Regions from separate parts of the Ovis aries genome. Here region 2 is linked to region 1. Evidence: chromatin contacts called from public Hi-C data. All regions are on one chromosome and are shown on one strand. Each heading gives the region's core, a stretch centred on a gene start, on an enhancer-like site or on the middle of the called end of the contact. The rest is flanking DNA. Distances are from core to core; before and after follow the strand shown. Region 1 overlaps KRT12 (keratin 12). Region 2 has its middle 30 kb from the start of KRT17.

What was found. A called contact is a pair of places that touch in the nucleus more often than the background predicts.
Region 2: a contact with region 1 is called in a Hi-C map of tail adipose tissue, with 3 times the contacts expected there. The contact joins two enhancer-like sites. A contact is called at or near these places in 2 of 16 Hi-C or Micro-C datasets (omental adipose tissue and tail adipose tissue).

What each region holds. Positions count from the first base shown.
Region 1 is chr11:40,790,953-40,797,725 of ARS-UI_Ramb_v3.0, reverse strand. KRT12 (keratin 12) reads left to right here. Exons shown (of 8, transcript XM_012186076.4): 4 at 633-794; 5 at 1,005-1,130; 6 at 1,243-1,463; 7 at 2,314-2,384; 8 at 2,855-3,331. The coding sequence ends at 2,952. Among named protein-coding and RNA genes, the nearest start is that of KRT12, 6.7 kb to the left of the region's middle. Within about 2 kb of position 4,090, at least 7 of the 54 cell types and tissues checked have an H3K27ac peak or open chromatin away from gene starts, as enhancers often do.
Region 2 is chr11:41,607,914-41,614,686 of ARS-UI_Ramb_v3.0, reverse strand. No RefSeq gene overlaps it. Among named protein-coding and RNA genes, the nearest start is that of KRT17, 30 kb to the right of the region's middle. Within about 2 kb of position 2,691, at least 4 of the 54 cell types and tissues checked have an H3K27ac peak or open chromatin away from gene starts, as enhancers often do.

The sequences.
Region 1 (6,773 bases), core at 2,841-5,340:
CAATGACTATGGTACAACCAGTGAGCAAACCCAGGGACTGTCTGCAGCCCTCGGTTTGGCAGGTGTGGTTCAAAGCCCCAGGGGCACCAATTCCACCAGGCCTTCCCATCTTGTGAAGGCCATGGAGCCCCAAAAAGCAGGGCCAGCTCATCCATCAGGCACAGCACCAAGGACCCTCAGTGAGTTTAGGGGCCCATCTCTGCTGCTGCTGCTGCTGCTGCTGCTGCTGCTAAGTCACTTCAGTCATGTCCGACTCTGTGCGACCCCAGAGACGGCAGCCCACCAGGCTGCCCGATCCCTGGGATTCTCCAGGCAAGAACACTGGCATGGGTTGCCATTTCCTTCTCCAATGCATGAAAGTGAAAAGTGAAGGTGAAGTCGTTCAGTCGTGTCCAACTCTTCACGACCCCATGGACTGCAGCCTACCAAGGCCCATCTCAAGCTCTTTCAAAAATCAGAAGAAAGCTACTAATGTTTAGATAAAAGATGTTTGAATAGTTTGTATTAACTGGTTTGTCTTTAAACCAACGCAGTTGTAAAAGGTAATGTTTCCTATTTTTGTGGATGAAGAGGCCCACGAAAGTCACAGTGGGCCCCTTCGCCCCTCTCACCCTCTCTCCCTCTCTCCCCAGGAGCTCCAAAGCTGCCAGGCCGGTGGCCCAGGCCAGGTCAGCGTAGAAATGGACGCTGCCCCCGGAGTGGACCTCACCAGGCTCCTCAACGACATGCGGGCGCAGTATGAAACCATCGCTGAGCAGAACCGGAAGGATGCGGAGGCCTGGTTCATTGAAAAGGTACTGCTAACAAAAACAATGGAAGCGAGTCTGAGTGAACTCCGGGAGTTGGACAGGGAGGCCTGGCTTGCTGCGATTCATGGGGTCGCAAAGAGTCGGACATGACTGAGCGATTGAACCGAACGGAACAAAAGCAAAAGGTGTGGATACGCTTGTATTAAAGGGGAGCAGGGCTGACTCACGTCCCCTCACCCCTCTTTGTTGCGGCAGAGCGGGGAGCTCAGGAAGGAAATCAGCAGTAACACGGAGCAGCTTCAGTCCAGCAAGAGCGAGGTCACCGACCTGCGGCGCGCGCTTCAAAACCTGGAGATCGAGCTCCAGTCCCAGCTCGCCATGGTAGGGCGCGTGCCAAGAGATGCATCCAAATGAGTAAGACGGGCCATTGGCAGCCTTCCGCATTTCGGTGCCCTCCATTGTTACGTTTGTGCCGTTTCTCTCCCACGTGCAGAAGAAATCCCTGGATGACTCGCTGGCTGAAACCGAGGGCGACTACTGCAGCCAGCTGTCCCAGGTGCAGCAGCTCATCGGCAGCCTGGAGGAGCAGCTGCTGCAGGTGCGCGCCGACGCCGAGCGCCAGAGCGCCGACTACCAGCGGCTGCTGAACGTCAAGGCTCGCCTGGAGCTGGAAATCGAGACCTACCGCCGCCTACTGGACGGCGAGGCCCAAGGGTAAATAGATAACTGGGATTGAAAATAACCTCAATGGCTGACCAACAGTGGACACCAGATGCGGTTTAAGGGCAACAGAATCGGGAAGGGGTCTTTAGTTGACAGAAAAGAACACATCTGGTAAAGACCTAGGGGTTCCTAGGTGGCTCCACGGTAAAGAATCACCTTCAATGCAGGTTCTATTCCTGAGTGGGGAAGATCCCCTGGATGAGGACTTGGCAACCTACTCCAGCATTCTTGCTTGGGAAATCCCATGGACAGAGGAGCCTGGTGTGCTACAGTCCATGGGGTTGCAAATAGTCTGGCGCAAATGAGTCTCGCATGTCTAGTATGCCTTAGCATTATTAAATGCTCTACACTTTGCAAAGTGTTGTCACCATTATCTTCCTTGATAAAAGTTCATAAAATGCTGGGATGAAAAATGGCGCCACAGACAGAGGCATACTGCAGACGTGTATTAGAACAATCGGCCAGTAGAGTTCTGATTTTAATGCTAAGAACGACACATCAAATATCAGCCATGCAACCACCTTGAAACTACTGTAGGGAACTTTCCAAAAGTAACAGCAGCCTGGACTGGTGGGAAGAATTCAGGATCATAAATTGGGAAACCACATCTTCCATTAATTGTCAGTTGGCTTCACTTCAAGAACCCTTTTTAGACAGGGTTTGAAAACAAAGGTAGCTGCACCACTGATTACTCTCAGGATGCATCACTCCATCATTCTTAATCAAGAAATTTAGAATACCTTCTCTCATTGGCCACTTTAAAAGCCCAAACAGCAAATTCCTTCTTCCTTCTCATTCCAGAAAGCATCATGTGATATCAACTCCCTTGTTTTCTTTACAGTGACTCTCTGGTGGAAAGTTCTTATGTGACAGCCTCCACATCTCAAACACCATCAACTGATTCCTCTAAAGGTATGCAGATTCCCTAGGAATCATGTAGAACAAGTCAGAATCACATCTATTAATGACCAAATCTGTAAGATTATAGCAGTGTATATTTGAAGTATATTTGTATTTGGAGCCAAGAAAAAATATTTATGCATTCCTGCAGATAAACTGAGTAGTCTGCACAGGGTTAAAACTTTCAGCAAGTTCAGGAAGGGAAAAAAAAATCTACTCTACAAACAGGTATTGTGAGAATCGTAAACAATTTTTAAGTGTTTAAAAAGGAAATCATTTTCATTTGTACATAAGACAACACTGAAAACATTTTATTAAATAAAATGGATTTTGTTTAGAATGAAGAGGTCACACCTGAAAGTTTAAATTCCGTTGACTGTATCAGTGAATACCTAATTTAGAAGCCTAAGTTAAACAACAAATGTTAGATGAATATTTGAAGCACTGACTTTTGCTCTGTTTGTTCCATGTTTAATTTTTAGACCCTAACAAAGCCCGGAAAATCAAGACAATTGTGCAGGAAGTAGTGAATGGTGAGGTGGTCTCGACCCAAGTTAAGGAAATTGAAGAACTGATGTAAAATTTCACAAGATCTGCCCCATGATTAGTTCCTTAGGAACAAGACATTTAGAAGTAGAAATTATTCCTTTTAGAGTAAGATGATATATTAGTTCAATCTCTGCTTCTGTTTGTTTCATTTTCTTTGGATTCCCTATTAACTTTGAGTCTTTTTTTTTTTTCCCTTGGCCTTCGAAACAAACTTTAATTACAAATCATTGTGGAAATGTGGATCTCAATAGCAAATCAAAATTGCCTTACATCTTTCTGGACCTGAGGTAGTCCTTTAATAAACTTTATTCTAGTGACCTAGAACATATTTTTAATCATCACACCTTAATCAAGTAGTACTGTTTTAATAAAGTTACTTTTAATAAAAGGTGAATGGTAATAATGTGAAATGTGTACCTTCTTGACACCAACAATACAGTCAAGGGCACAGAGAGAGGTTTGTGAAATACTACTGATGAAGTCGATAAACACTGAGCTAAAGATGTTGAGGCTGGAGATTAAGTTAAGAAGATTCTTGGGACTTCCCTGGCAGTCCAGTGGTTGGGACTTTACCTTCAAAAGCAGGGGGTGCAGGTTTGATCCCCGGTCAGGAGCTAAGATCCCTCATGTCTCATGGCCAAAAATCCAGAACATAAACAACAGAAGCAATAATGTAACAAATTCAATAGACTTTAAAAATGGTCCACATCAAAAAAATAAAGAAGCACGCACTTAGAATAATTAACAACAACAAAAAAGATTCTTATAGTTCTTTCCTTTTTACATCAGCCCATCAAGGTTACAAAAAAGAAAAAGTATTGTTCACTGCAGGGTATAACATTTGTTCTGTTCATTTTCCAGCACCTTCTTTCATTCAGTCGAGAAACTCTTATTGAACCCTCATAGTGTGCCAGACTGGAGAGGTATAGTCCTTGCCTGGAGAAGCTCACAACTGAGATTGAGGGCAGAGATAGACATCTACCAGGAATGGTGATAAGCTGAGACAGGGTGGATAGAAGATCAAAGGACACTAGAAGGAAAAAGAAAAATTTGTGATGAGGCAACCAAAGACTTCATACAGAAACCAACCAGGCAGAGAAGGGAGAAAGGGAACAGAAGAAACATGTATGAAAGGGCATAGGGACATGAACACACATTGCTTTGATGGCCTTTCTCCTATCTGGCACCAGCAAGGCCCAGGGTGGGGTTTCTATTGGGGTGGGTCAGACCCACAAGTCAATAACAGATGTCAAGTTCTTGGCTAGGGCAGAAGATGGCCAAAGTCTAAGCCTGAGTAGATGGTGATTCAGACTGGTTCAGTCTGAGTTGCCAAATTCAAAACCCTAAAAGGAAAACACGAGCGAAATTTACTGATTAAGAGCCAAATCTCTGAAGCCGGACTGATTTCAAATTCTGACCTTAATACTTAATAGCAAGTAACTTAACCTCTTGCATGCCTCAGTTTCCTATTCTTATAGTGGGGCGGCTTTGTGAAAATTAAATGAGGTAGTGTACATAAAACAGTAGGAACAGTCCCTGGAACCTAGCAAGTACTCAGTATTTTTGTCTTATGATTGCTTTTTGTGTGTAACCAAAATCCTATGGAGAAACCAGGGGAACTGATGAGCAAGGCGTGTCAGAGGAGCAGAATGGAGAGAAGAGGGTCGTACAGGCCTGGAGGAATTCCAGTGCTGCGTGCAAAAGCCCATGGAAGGTTAGTTATTTGGTCATTCTCAGCTGACACGCTTCGTATGCAGCGTTCTGAAGTCACACTTTCTTTTAAATTCACTAGCGGTCTTGGATACTCCATTCTTCTTCCTTTATTGTGGATGGCAGCTCAATTCTCCAGCCCTCACTTTCCAGATCTAACTCTAGGAGAACCTTACTGTTCAGACCCAAAAAGATTATCAAGGTCTTCCCTGCACAAGCTCTATCACCCACAAATAATACATGAGGCTACTTTCTGGTACTCAAAAGTGGCTGCAAATAGTTACCGTTTTAAACAACACCTGTTTTGCTTACAACTACACCTGAATTGTGTGAGACTCCAAGCAGACTCCTTTGTTGGTGGCTCAGATGGTAAAGCATCTGCCTGCAATGCAGGAGACCCGGTTCAATCCCTGGGTCAGGAAAATCCTCTGGAGAAGGAATGGCAACCCACTCCTGTATTCTTGCTTGGAAAATCCTATGGATGGAGCCTGGTAGGCTACAGTCCATGGGGTCGCAAAAAGTTGGACACGACTGAGCGACTTCACTTCACTTCCAAGGAGAAATGGGTTTTGCATAGGTATAAATCTGGTGATCATTTCTTAACTATTATCGTAGTTTCTCAGCCTTCTCTTCTTTGGAAATATTTTCTCCACTGGGCTCCCAAAGGCATCACCTCCCTGGAGGCTTTCTCTGACTCTTCTTTGTGACCTCTTAGTGCTGACTTAATCCTGCTATCTTCTCTCTCTACTCTTATTCCCTAGGTGATCTCATCTAATCTCATGGCTTTAAAGTAACCATCTGTGGATGGATGTTAACTAGACTCATTGCAGTCACCATTTCCCAATATATATAGAAATATTAAATCACTACATTGTATACCTAAAACTGTTATTATAATATTGCTGCTGCTGCTGCTGCTAAGTCGCTTTAGTCATGTCCGACTCTGTGTGACCCCATGGACGGCAGCCCACCAGGCTCCCCTGTCCCTGGGATTCTCCAGGCAAGAACGCTGGAGTGGGTTGCCATTTCCTTCTCCAATGCATGAAAGTGAAAAGTGAAAGTGAAGTCACTCAGTCGTCTCCAACTCTTAGCGACCCCATGGACTGTAGCCCACCAGGCTCCTCCATCCATGGGATTTTCCACGCAAGAGTACTGGAGTGGGGTGCCATTGCCTTCTCCAATAATACTAGGTATCAATTATACCTCAGTGAAGTAAACAGATAAGGTAACCACCTATGTTGATTACTCCTTGTGGTTCCTCCAAGATGGCCCCAGGGAGCCTCACCTCCTATTACAGAGGCCCCTGAGCATTTTCCCCTCCCACAATGAATACAGCAGACCTGCTGAAGAAGTGACTGTATACCTTCCAAGGTTAGGTCATAAAAGCATTTTTGTCTGACTTGGTCTCTTGGATTGCTCATTCTGGGGGAAATTAGCTGCTCTTAAGGTAATACTGTGGCGGGGGTTGGAGGGGCAGCGGAATCTACCTTTCAAAAAAAAAATCAGTGATTTCACAAAATTTGCCACTAACACACCAACAGTGAACATCTCCTGGAACAGCCAGCAAATTCAAAAATCACAATACTATTCAGATAAAATCTTAGAATATTCTATACTCTTCAATTGGCAAAGGAAGCTTTAGGTTTCTGATTATTTAAATTCTCCTTACTCCACCCTCACTGCCAAGAAATGCAATTAGCAAGAATTCTTATCATGAAACTTCAGGCATCATTCACTGCACCACATGCCCTAGTTCAACACCAACAGGAAAGGTCCTTTTGGACTCAGCAATTAATCAATTGCAGAAATGAGAGGTCTTTCTTAAAGGAAAACTACTCATAAGAAAAAGCCCAGGTACAGGATCAGAAAACAAAGGCAAGCATATCATTATGATTATTTTAAAATCTAAATTTTTACTGATGTAAATTTTAACTTTTATATGCACATATTGTTGGGGGGGGTGCTAGAGAAAGGTCTGGAAAGTATTGTACATACTAAATTGTTGGAGTGGTTATCTCTTGGAAATTAATCAAGGGGTTTGAAGACTATTTCTTCTTTTGAACATTTTAAAATGCTTAACAAACAGTATACATAACTCTGATATTTAGAGGAAAATGAATTTAAGTTATCCAGAACAAATGG
Region 2 (6,773 bases), core at 1,442-3,941, 820 kb before region 1:
AGGACTGAGATTTGATCCTGGCCTGCTGCTTCCTAACTGCTCTCCTGCCTGCGTTTCTCCGAGCCCCCTTTGTGTTCCTGGGGGCATCATGGTACACACTTCTATACTACTGGCTATTTGCAGTGTATCTTGGGATCAGGAGCTTCAGCATCCCCTGGGAGCTGGCCAGAAACGCAGAGTCTCGGACCACACCCAGAACTGCTGAGTTCCCCAGTCTCCAGGTGATTTCAAGGCTGAGAATCGCCATCCTGAGGCCAGCTCTTGGTTGTGTTTGTGTCCTGGAAGGCAGGGGCTGAGCCCACCTCAGGGCCACCATACTGCAGGCCCCCATGACTCAGAGTCGAGTTAGTAGGTGAAGGAAGCGCAGGAGACTAGAGCTTTGGGGTAAAGGTTTGGGGGTGGGGCTTGTGTATCCCAGGCGCTAGTGGGAAGACTGAGTCAGTGGGAGGGGTTGGTCTGTCCACTTGGAGCTTGGAGGTCTGGCTCTCACTCCCGCTGGCCACTGTCCGGGGAGATACAGGGAGTCTCGTTCATTTGCATATTACTTGCTCGTGGTTACTTTGTCTCTGGTGCCTTTCGTCTTCTTGCAGGTGGAGGAGTGGGGGGCAGTGGTAGGTGGGGTTGGAGCAGGCTGGAATCTGGAGCAGTGGATGGGACACAGGGCCAGGATGCTGTGGAGGCCTTGGGCTGCAGACCCACGCCTAGCTCCTGGCTGAGGCACATCCTGGGAGCAGGTCTGGCATTAAGCACTGACCCTCTTTGGATCAGAATGAGTGCCTGCGAGTTTCTCCAAGCTCTGGACACTTGCTATGGGAGCAAGGCTGGGGGCAGGGCTGTTTCTCACCTCCCTGGCTTCCTCCCCCTCAAATTCCCCCAGGGCTGTTTCTCACCTCCTTACCTTCGCCCTGCCTCCCCACCAGGTTCCCCCGCTTTGAATGCCCTTTCCCATGCTCTGTCGCAGTCCCACACACATGTGTTCAGACAGCAGGATTCTCTCCAGCAGTGAGAGGACCTTGCAGACATAATGTTGAGCAAGTAAACATAAAGGGAGCTGTATTATGAGCCCAATCATGTGAAGCGCAAAAGCAGTCCTATGAGTCTCTGCTGTTAGTAATGCCTACCTGGGGTGGGGGGGTTAGTACTTGGAAGAGAGCATGGGATGGATGGTGGGGGGCTCTGGGAGATGTTCAAATTGTTTTGTTATCTGGGTGCCGGTTATACGGGTGCTGGTTATACAGGTGCTGGTTTCACTTTGTGAAAATTCACTGAGCTGCACAGAGATTATACGTGCATTTTTCTTTCTTTCATTCCTCTACATTTTTTTTAACTGATTTACTCAATATTTATTTTACATTTACCATGTAAGAAGTATGGCAATAATATAATTTAGAAAAGTTCACTTTTTGGACTAAGCATCTACACTATGTCTGTCCCTCTGATTATTTATATTAAAAATATGTCTAAGGTCTTCCCTGGAGGTTCAGTGGTTAAGACTTCACCTTCCAATGCAGGCGTTGTGGGTTCGATCTCTGGTTGGGGAACTAAGATCCCGCATACTCCATGGCCAAAAAACCAAAAGGTAAAACAGAAGTGATATTGTAACAAATTCCACAAGGACTTAAAAAATGCTCCACATTAAAAAAAAAAAGCTTTTGTATCCTGCATTGAACCTAGACTGGCGCTTTGTTTCTTAGATGACCCAGAGGAATGGTATGGGGAGGGAGGTGGGAGGGGTTCAGGATTGGGAACACGTGTACACCCGTGGTGGATTTATGTTGATGTATGGCAAAACTAATACAATATTGTAAAGTTAAAAATAATAATAATAAAAAAAAGCTTTTAAAGAAAGTCTATATTTTGGGATGTCTAGCATTCTAAATCCTCGAACTTTGCTTTTCACATGTCTTTAAGAAAGGAAAGTTTTCATTGAGTTCTATTTGCATTTTATCTATTAACAGGGTAATTTTAATGTGTGATAATAGCACATGGAGGGGTTATTTTATGACCTGCTCTGTATGTGTATTTTTTTTTGAAAGAAGACCAGATTGAATGTCTAGAAGAATCCTGTGCATATTAGCCACTAGGAATGCTCCTCTTCCCATTGGCAGCTGGTAAGGCCCTGGCTGCTCCATGGGGTTTTGGTTCCCACTCTTCCTGTGGGCTGGGGCTCCCTGACATCAGGCCCATGGCCATTCATCCGTGTCTCCTAGCCTGGGACCTGCACAGAGCAGGTGTGGAACATCTCAGCATGAACGTGATTCCTCAACATTCTTGGGGTGACCTCCAAGGCCTTAGGGCACCAGACAATGTGTGTGTGGGGTATTTCTTCTTACTGCTGCCCCCCAAGAAGGCCAGCATTAACACACCTGGCTGTGGCCCAGGGTTAGAAGTGGGCTAAGGGTGGGGAGGGCAGAAAGTGCCAGAAGGGAGAGAGGGGTCCCTGGCATGGGGGGCCGCTGCCATTCTGGGTCCTCAGCACCCCAGCTTCTTGCTGCTGCTCCCACTAGCTGGGGTTGGCACCTCCTCCTGTCTGGTATGTTCACCCCTCACCTTCAGGGTGTCCGGGCCCCTGCAGAGCCCCCGTTTCAGGCACAGGGAGTCTCTGATTTCTCTGGACTTGGCCCTGTGCTCGGGCCGCTCTGAACCTGCCCAGCTCTGCCTCTGACTCACCCCTGCTCTCCCCACCCTGCAAGTCAGCCCTCCCAGTGGGGCCCAAGTTGCAGATTCCTGCAGGCTGGCATAGAGCCCCCTCCCTACTGCCTGGAACTTGTCACTGAGGAAAACTGGGCAGTGGTCTGGCCTCTCTAGCTTCAGTTTCCCTTGTCTATAGGTGGGAGAACAATTCTGCAGCTCTGAGGTCTGAAGAGTATGGGGCATCTTGGGACCCAGCAGGGCAGGGTGCCAAGGCAGGCTGGGGGGTGGTTAGTGAGGGGCACAGCTCCTCCCCCTCAAGGGGCTGGGGTCTGTGTGGTAGGGTCAGGTGAGTGGTGGGAAGGTCTGTGCTGCTGTTCCTGGGATTCCCTGGGAGGTGGCTGGGGGTGCTAGGGTGAGCTTGGGAGAGTCAGGGGCCTGGGTTTGGCCCAACTTGATCCTTGTCTGCAGGCCCGTTCCCTCTCTGGGCCTCAGTGGACTGCTTGGTCAAGGAGGCCATTGGGTTCCATTGTCCTTCAGGCCCCTGGAACTCTCTCACATCCATGCTGTGTTTGAACTGCCCAGAATGTTATTTTGCTATAATAGTTTCTACATTTAAAAGATCGGGAGGCTTTTCAGTCAAATCCTGAGTTCCAGCTTCCTAAGTGGGCAGACGTCTGGCTTCTTCAGGATTCTTTGTGCCAGCAGCAAAGCAGAGCAGCTGCTGCTGGGGGGCCTCCACTCCCTGGGGACCCAGCCCCCTGCACTGACCACACCCCGGACCCTAGCCCTGGGGCATCTGAATGAGGCTCCCCCTCCAGCCTAGGGGGTATCCCTGCCCACGACCCTCTGCCTCCAGCTAGGTCAGCCCTGCGTGTACGTCCCCCCCTCCCAGCAGCCCAGTGCCCAGCAGCTGGCACACTTGCATGAACAAGCCTCTTTTCTCTGTTTTGCAAACTTCAGGCTTTGGAGGGCAGGTCTGGATTAGAAGGGCATTAGCTCATGTGTTTATCCAAAGCAAAGGCCTAGGTTTTGGGATTTCCGGGGCAGGGGAGTGTCCAGAGCCTGGGTCAGGGCCCCCAGAAGGTGTCTGCTTGAGGGAACATGGGTCCCTCCCTCCTGAGGTCAGGTCCTTCCCCTCCCCCTGCGATGCCCCCCACTCTCAGTATCTCAGCCTGGTCACAAGCCCTTGGAGACCAGCTCCTCACCTGCCTGCTGGTCTCTTGGCCTCACTTTCACACCCTCACCTCCAAATGCCACACTCATCGTGTTCTTTTTGGCATGGCTGTCTATCCACATCCTTAGGCCCCTTCCCCTCCCTCTCCGTCCTCAGCTTCTCCTCCCGCTTCCCCTGAAACCTGCCCTGCCCTGGCCCCATGGGCCGTCCACGATGCCCACAGCCTCCTGCGCCAGGCTGTGGGGCCTCGGTCCAGCCTCCCAACCTCCAGCACAGAGCCAGGCACACAGTCATGCGCATCTGAGCATGTGTTTCAGGATTTCCAAAACCGTGTGTCGTTCCGCTGCCCTGGAAATCCTCACGAGCACATGGTCAGTGCTCCCGTTCTAATGGTCGAAGCTGCCCTTTGTCTGCGGGGCAGGGGCTGGGGAGGAGTCACTGAAGGTCAGGGCAGGATTCTTTGGGCGGTTGCTTGGCCATTGCTGGGAGAGGGAGAAAGGGTAGCCCCGGCCCTCAGACTAGAGGCCAGGGGGCCCCCTCCCCTCTGACACCACTCCTGAGCACAGCCCTGGGCTTCAGTCTTCAGCCACCCGCTGGCACTTGGGGGTGCCAGCCCTGGGCCAGGCAGTGGCCTAAGCAGTTGTATAGGAAGCCCTCGGAAACAGGGCCTCCCTGCCAGCTGTGAGTCCCTTGCCCACAGCCCTGCTCGTGTACCCCTGGTTCAAGCCAGCTCAGCTCCTGGTGGACAAACAGAACGAGGGAGCCTTCTCAGGGACCACCTAGGCCAGTTTCTGACAGATGAGGAAACTGAGATCCAAGAGAGGTGGTGACTTGACCCAGAGTCCTGGGACCCTCTCCCAGGGCTGGCCCGAGTGCTGGATGGTACAGAGTCAGTCCTGGGCATCAGGACATGCCAGTGTCTGCGGTGCTGGGGCCCCTGCCCCCAGCTGGCTCCACCTGGCTGGCGTGTCCCAGAGCCAGCAGAAAGCTAGGGCGGAGGCAAGTCTGAATTGGCCCAGGTGGCTGCAAGTCCCAGCGGGCCCTCCCTGCCCGCAGGCGCTGGGAGCAGGGCCTGAGCTCCACACCCCAAATCCTCTGCCTTCCCTCCCCACCCTCGCGTTCAGCCTGGGGCCCAAACAAGGCGCGGAGCCAGCCCCAGCCTCCCTCCTTGGTAACCGAGGCACAACACCTGACAATAGAGACTCTTTGTCCTGCCAAGGCCGCACCCCACCCTGGGCCTGCATGCCTGGCTGGGGAGAAGCCTGGGGAGGGGAAGGTGGGAAGACAGGCAGGGGGAGGCGGCAGCAGGGCCCCTGAGCTTAGAGACCCTTCCCTCCCTTTTCAAGCTCGGGGGAGCCAGGGCTGTCGCCCAGCAGCCTTGGATAGTGTGGCCCCAGCCCCTTAGACTTGGTAGCAAGCAGAAGGTAGAGACGGGTCAGGTGGGTCACAGGGAAGAGTGTTATTGTTCAGTCGCTAAGTCGTGTCTGACTCTTTGTGACCCCATGGACTGCAGCACTCCAGGCTTCCCATGTCCTTCACCGTCTCCCAAACTCATGTCCATCGAGTCAGTGATGCTATCCAACTTTCTCATCCTCTGTCGTCCCCTTCTCCTCCCGCCTTCAATCTTTCCCAGCATCAGGGTCTTTTCCAATGAATCAGTTCTTCCCATCAGGTGGCCAAAGTATTGGAGCTTTCAGCTTCAACATCAGTCCTTCCAATGAATATTCAGGACTGAGTTCTTTTGGATTGACTGGTTTGATCTCCTTGCTGTCCAAGGGACTCTTAAGAGTGTGGGTCTGAGCAAGAAAGCCCTCCTGGGCCAGCTGGGCTGTGGGAAGGTTTCAGGGGGGTGGTTATGAGAAGACCCTTCTGTCCTGGTAGGGAGGAGGGCAGCAGGGCATCTTTCTTGGCAGGGGATGGATGGGAAGTTCACCAGCCCCCAAGGCTGGGGCAGGGGGCACTGGGAGGCTGTTCTAGCATTGTGTTTGGGGGCGGCTGGGTGAGCAGCGGGGATCAGGACCTAGGAAGTTGGGTGGTACTGAAGAGGGAAGGACAGCTTTTCTGGACTTCACTGGCTTTTAGTTTCCATGGCCCAGGGCTTGGGACTGTGGGGTGATAGAGGCAGACAGGGTCTCCGTCCCTGGGGAGCCCCCAGTCAGGGGAGAAACAAGGCCCCAGCCCTGGAGGGCACCTGGTCTGAGACGGGGGGCCCAGCTTCTGTTCTGGGGAGTTTGGGAACATCCATATTGGGTGACAGAGAATGGATGGAGTCTCTCAGCTTGAAGCATGGACCTCACAAGGCCTCCTTAGTGAATGCCTCTGACACTCAGGGAGCGATGGAATCTGGGGGTCTTCCTGCTTCTCCTCCCTGGGTTGGGGCACCTTCCCAGAGCTGGTGAGCCCTTCCCCTGGTTACCAGGCCTGGTCAAAGTTGTGCTTAATTGAAACTGCTTGTCCAATGCCTGCAGGTTGAGCAGAAGCTTCTCCCCCTACCTCTGCCTGGCCCTGTGGGAGAGGAACCAGCCCTGGCCCCCTTCTATGGATGAGGAGACTGAGGCTCAGCGACACGAGGGTGCCATGCTTGGGGCTTGGGTCCTACTGGCCAGACCGTTGTTTTTAGAGCTCCCAGCTCTCCGACATCTGGGGGGGAATCTGGTGTGGGTAGACCATGGGGAGAGCTGGGAGGGGGAAGTCCCACGGTATCCCTGCTGTCCCCCTCGTCCCGAGGTCCGGTGGGTGCTGTCCCGGCTCTCCGCCCCTCTCTCAGGCCCTGTCCCTTGCTTCAGTCCCTGGTGGGCTGGGGGAGGGAAGGGTGGGGCTGGAGAGCCTGGTTCCTGCTGAGACTGTATCTTCCGGGCCCACGGCCCACCCAAGCTGAGTCAGGGCTGGGCGGGAGCCAGGGGGGTGGCAGGTTTCCCAGGGCCAGCCCAGGCGGTGTCCACATTCCTCACAAGCAGGGTGCGTC